2 separate regions of the Sus scrofa genome follow, and region 1 is linked to region 2. A link is a contact called in public Hi-C data. All regions are on one chromosome and are shown on one strand. Each heading gives the region's core, a stretch centred on a gene start, on an enhancer-like site or on the middle of the called end of the contact. The rest is flanking DNA. Distances are from core to core; before and after follow the strand shown. Region 1 has its middle 240 kb from the start of MREG. Region 2 overlaps FN1 (fibronectin).

What was found. A called contact is a pair of places that touch in the nucleus more often than the background predicts.
Region 1: a Hi-C map of liver shows a contact between it and region 2, with 2.8 times the contacts expected there. The contact joins two enhancer-like sites. A contact is called at or near these places in 3 of 47 Hi-C or Micro-C datasets (liver and skeletal muscle).

Annotation. Positions count from the first base shown.
Region 1 is chr15:118,035,550-118,038,249 of Sscrofa11.1, forward strand. No RefSeq gene overlaps it. Among named protein-coding and RNA genes, the nearest start is that of MREG, 240 kb to the right of the region's middle. Within about 2 kb of position 1,437, at least 2 of the 83 cell types and tissues checked have an H3K27ac peak or open chromatin away from gene starts, as enhancers often do. A contact at or near this core is called in liver, where this site is marked.
Region 2 is chr15:117,710,712-117,713,411 of Sscrofa11.1, forward strand. The region is part of intron 15 of FN1 (fibronectin); the gene reads right to left. Among named protein-coding and RNA genes, the nearest start is that of FN1, 25 kb to the right of the region's middle. Within about 2 kb of position 1,435, at least 5 of the 83 cell types and tissues checked have an H3K27ac peak or open chromatin away from gene starts, as enhancers often do. A contact at or near this core is called in liver, where this site is marked.

The sequences.
Region 1 (2,700 bases), core at 187-2,686, 320 kb after region 2:
GCATCAAACCCGCATCCTCATGGATACCAGTCATGTTTCTAACCCGTTGAGCCACACTGGGAACTAGCCAAATAAATTTTAATTAATACATGATGCCAGTAGCCATTCTTTGTGAGAGATCCCCCCAGAAGCAGGGCAAATGGTAGAGTATAAGAATTGGATCTAGTAGAATGGGGAGCTATAGTCAATATCCTGTGATAAACCATAATGGAAAAGAATACGAAAAAGAGTCACTTTGTTATACAGCAGAAATTAATACATTATACATCAATTATACTTCAATAAAATAAATAATTAAAAACAGAGGCAAACTATTATACCTAGAATGGATAAACAGCAAGGTCTTATTGTATAGCACAAGGAACTATATTCGATATCCTGTGATAAACCATGACGGAAAAGAATATCTAGATATAACTGAGACCTTTTCCTATGCAGCAGATACTAACACAAGATTATAAATCAACTATACTTAGATAAATTTTTTTTAAATAAACAAGAATTAGAGCTAGTAAACAACGACCCTCCCCATCTGTAGGTTTCCCATACAATGGCAACTTGGGAGGTTCACCTAAGTGAAAAGGGGGGGTCAGATCTGGGGAGAGTGAGCCTGGGGAGGCAGCAGCCTTGATGGATAAGCAGATGAGCACCAAGCAAAAGGCAAAACACAAGTTCAGAACCAAGTAGCCTATTTGGATGATGATCAAAATAGGGGAAGTCTGGAAGCTACATATGAAGTTTTAGCCAAGAAACTAAAGTTCAGAGGAATGACCTTAGGCTTAAACAAACTGAGACTCAGGGCAGAGAAAGAACTCCAGAGTGACAACACAATGACTCAGTTGAGTCACAGGTCAATGCAGAAGCCAAGTTACCAGAATCGGAGCATCAGGTTAGAGCAGGGGGATTCATAGTGCATGGCCTGCCATGCTGGACTCAATTTCCCAATGAGGGGTGAGTCTGGACCAGGAGCCTGGAGGGTCAGGCTAAGGTTGTAGGCAGGGTTCTGGGGACAAGGCAGCCAGGGCTCTCACTGTGATTTCCCAGCATTTTGTGCCACAATGTCACAGGCCTGGGGCCTCTGCTCAGCCGCTGAGCTGCCAAGAAGAAAGGGCATCAGGGAAGCATGAAGTAGGTCAGAGGAAGGGGCACTGACATCAGCCTGCAGCCCTCGTCCTGCACGTAGCAGCATGTGGGGGGGAGGAGAGGGAGAACTGTATTGGTTGGTCAGTTTCTTCATGGCAACTCACAAATCTAGTCCAAGACAGATAAAAATGAAGCACATGGGAATTTCCTAACTTTCTGACTCACAAATATTACCAATATGTAGATCAGATGGAGACAGAAACCCCAAGTCACACTTGCCAGTCTCTAAACACTGCTTCCTACCTGCTGGACTGGCCCTCCAGGAAGAAAGATCTTCCAAAGGTCAGCTAAACGGGGCTTGACCTATTGCTCAGTAAGCAATAGGCCAAATGGAAACCCAGTATGTAATCAGCTTTCCCATATCTCTCCAGCTTAAAGGAATTAATCACACACCTGGAGATGCTTGGTCAAATCTTATGATAGATTATAGATTAACTATCCCAGTCCTATCCTCTCTTTAGTACCCTCTCCCATCCCTCTGCTCGGTTACCCTCTTGACAGGATATGACTGGGGTTCCCCAAGATCAAGGATAAAGCTATAATTCTTGTAGGGTGCATGCTTCTGATGGGCTAAGACTAACATTCAGAAAGGAGAGCCTGGACGTGTCGGCCTATCCATGGGAGGAAGGAGAGGATTAGCCGTGCATTCTGAGACAGATCTGCAATCTGGTCCCAGTATACACCATGACTGGTTCATTTAGCAGTTGGCAAAGGGAGAGGTAATTCTTAATGACTATTTCTATGAGGGCCCCAGGACTAGGTTTATCAGCATGTGCATCCCCAGATTTTAGCTGTGGTTGGTGAGGGGAAGGGGCAGGTAGAGGGAACTGAGGCAATTGTAGAATAGAAATAATTTAGGGATTCAGTGTAAGGTCAAAAGAGTTTGTCACCAGACCTCACGAAAGAAATAAAAATGTCTTCTTTCTTCCCTCTTTATTTAATTAATTTATGTATTTATGGCTGTACCCATGGCAAATGGAAGTTCTCAGTCCAGGGATGGAGACTAGGGGTCAAATTTAAGCCACAGCAGTGACCTATACCACAGCTGCGGAAATGCCAGATCCTTAACCCACTGCAGTAGGTCAAGGATTGAACACTTGCCTCCACAGCAACCCAAGCTGCTACAGAAACACAGCTGGATCCTTAACCCACTGCACTGATGTGGGAACTCCCTCTCTTTCCCTTTTAATTCACCTTTACTGGTGAGCTTCATAAATTTACTTTTTTTCAAGCTGTATTTGGTAAAACTGTGAGTGGCTATAAGAAGGAAAGAAAGTAAACATAAATCATCCCCCATCTCTTCATCCCCTGCATATTGCATTTTCATGCTGAGGGGTGGATGAAGGCAAAGTGTTAAATTATTACGAGTTGCACCATCAACGCTCCTGTGTTAGGAGGTGCCTTAGTCAGTTTGGACCGCTAGAACAAAAATATCATAGATTGGGTGGCTTAAACAACAAACATCTGGAGTCCAGGACCAGGGTGCCAGGTGCTTGGGTTCTGGTGAGGACTCTCTTTCTGGTTTGCAAATGACCATCTTCTTGCAGAGAGCAGAGA
Region 2 (2,700 bases), core at 185-2,684:
GATCCTATCATCGATTCCTGATGTAAAGAAATACCTGACGTGTTTTATTTACTTTGGCGACCATGATTTTTAGGGGGAAAAGTTTATGATGCCACAGAATGTACAACATCAAGAGTCATCCCTAATGTAAACCATGGACTTTGAGGGAGAAAGTGTGAATACAGGTCCATCGACTGTAACAGATGCCCCACTCCAGTAGGGATGTTGCTGTTAGGGGCGACTGCGCGTGTGTGGGGGTTGGGGGTACATTTGAAATCTCTACATCTTCTTTCAGTTTTGCTGTGAGGCTACAACTGCTCTAAAGTCTTTTAAAAAATTATGACAGTTAAATGTCTATTAAGATAAGTTTTAGAACGAGAGCACAAATGACCTTTACTGCCTTCTGTTAAGCTTAATCCTGCTATTGAGGCCACAGGACGAGGATAGTAAAGGAGAGGAGAGGAAAAGAAACAGGTGACTTAGCGGTATTTACTCAGTAATAGAAACTACAGAAGCTTTTCTTCTGTCTAAAACTTCAAGTGCTGGCTTGAAATCCTATGTTTTCAATTGTAGTCTTGAGCCCTAGCTCATCTTTAAGAGAAGTGCACTAAACAGCCGTGGGGATGTTGCGCATGTAGCATATTTTTGTCCAGAAAGTAAAGAAACTGTGACCATTATTTGTAAGGTCAATTAAATCTCAACTATCATCCCACTTTGCTTTTGCTACATGTGATTTAAAGACAAGAAATCTGAAATGATATCACTTACATTATTTAGATTCAAAATCTTTTTTTTTTTTTTTTTTTTTTTTTTTTTGGTCTTTTTAGGGCTGCACCTGCAGCATACGGAAATTCCCAGGATAGGGGTTGAATTGGAGCTACAGCTGTTGGCCTGTGCCATAGCCACAGCAACGTGGGATCTGAGTCACATCTGTGACCTACACTACAGCTCATGGCAATGCTGGATCCTTAACCCAGTGATCGAGGCCAGGGATCAAACCTGTGTCCTCATGGATTCTAGTCAGATTCATTTCCACTGAGCCACGACAGGAGCACCTAGATTCAAAATCTTAATAATCATTTTCATATTGGTTAGTTGGTAAGACTTTTTAAAATAACCTGAGAGCAATGATTCACCATTGTGAAAACTTTATTCCTCTTATTCAAAATGATGAGACTAACAATAACAGTTAAGTAAAGATATAATACAATGTCTATATTTTTAAGACCTGTTGGAAATAAGGCCCAAATAACTAATTTCCAGTAATGGTGACCCTGGAGAAGTTAAACATTTATGAGTTTGTGACTCAGTCCTTTTTTTTTTTTTTTTTTTATTTAGTTTGCTGAGATCTATGCTTTCCTAGTTGTTTATTGACAAACCAAATGCCTCTTATCTTCAGTTAGTTTGAACAACTCCATCAGGTCCTCTGTTGGAGGAACAAACAGGGCAAGGCTCAGAGATGACCTATTGGTATTCTGTTCTTTGTCACTCTTTTACTCTTAAAGCCTCACAAGCTAGGCAGCAGCCATTGAGCAAACCAAACTTACAGATAAGTATCAGACTGCCTATGGAGGCCAATTTCCTCTCCCCTAAAGTTCCTCTCTGCTCAAAGGGCTTTACTGTTACCCTTTTAAAGGAGTAGGAACAAGGTCAACCTAGATAACTCCAACACAGAAGGACTCCCCCCCATCTGCATTTCATTTCATCTCTGGCATGTCTACCGAAAGGCTGCCAGCAAGCAGCTACATGAACAGGCTTACCTTAAAAGAGAGAGAAAAAGAAGTTCTCTCTAATTCATTGAGATCTCTTAAAACCAACACTACATCAATAACAGCCATTAACATAGACGCTAGAGGGGATTTCTTTAGAGGTATCTATCCTTTGGAAGCATCCTTAAAGAAAAAAAACCTCAACTATATACTTTCTGCAATCAGATTTTTTAAAATTATTAAATGAAAAATTATTTTAAGTGATTTTTATACTCAAATCCACCATGAAATACAATTTAAGCGCCAGGTCAACCTGTACCATGAACCTGTTAAAGCAGAGTCATCTTCTGTGGCCCAGGCAGTGTCTGAGGGCTGGGGAAAGGAGGGTCTCTTCAAAGTTCAGAAAGGGTATCTGGGTAGTTGGTATTTAGGATGCCAGATTGTTAGTTTGTTACTGCTGGAAGGAACTTTAAAGGTAATCAACTACCATCTCCCATTTTCAGAGAAGGAAATAATTAGTGAAGCTTGACCTGAATCTCTGTAGCAGCATGTACAGAACTGGAACTCATGTCTTGATAAACACTGCTGTGGGCCCTGTTGGTCCATATCTTGTTCCCTTTGATAGTGAATCTCTTATCACTTAGGGAAGGAGGGACTTAATCTTGATTTCCGTCATAGCAGATTCAGAGGTCCAGGAGGCTTTGACCTCAGTAATTGCTCAGATAACTAATGCCTAAAAGTTAGAGTTTCATAATTCTACCCATCTTATTGTAACTAACCAGCCAAACTTAAATGCAAAAACTTTTTTTCTAAAATGAATAGTACCTCCAGCTAGACATTATGTTCCGTGACCTAAAAAAAACCCGGCAATAAACATTCTCGAGTATTTGAACTGTGTGGGCAGAGAATTGACCAAGTTACTCAACTCTTGACCCAGGGTACTTTGTTCCCGACTCCTATTGATCAAACATATGGCCATTTTAGCACAAAGAGGGCCTGCATGAAATGTTGA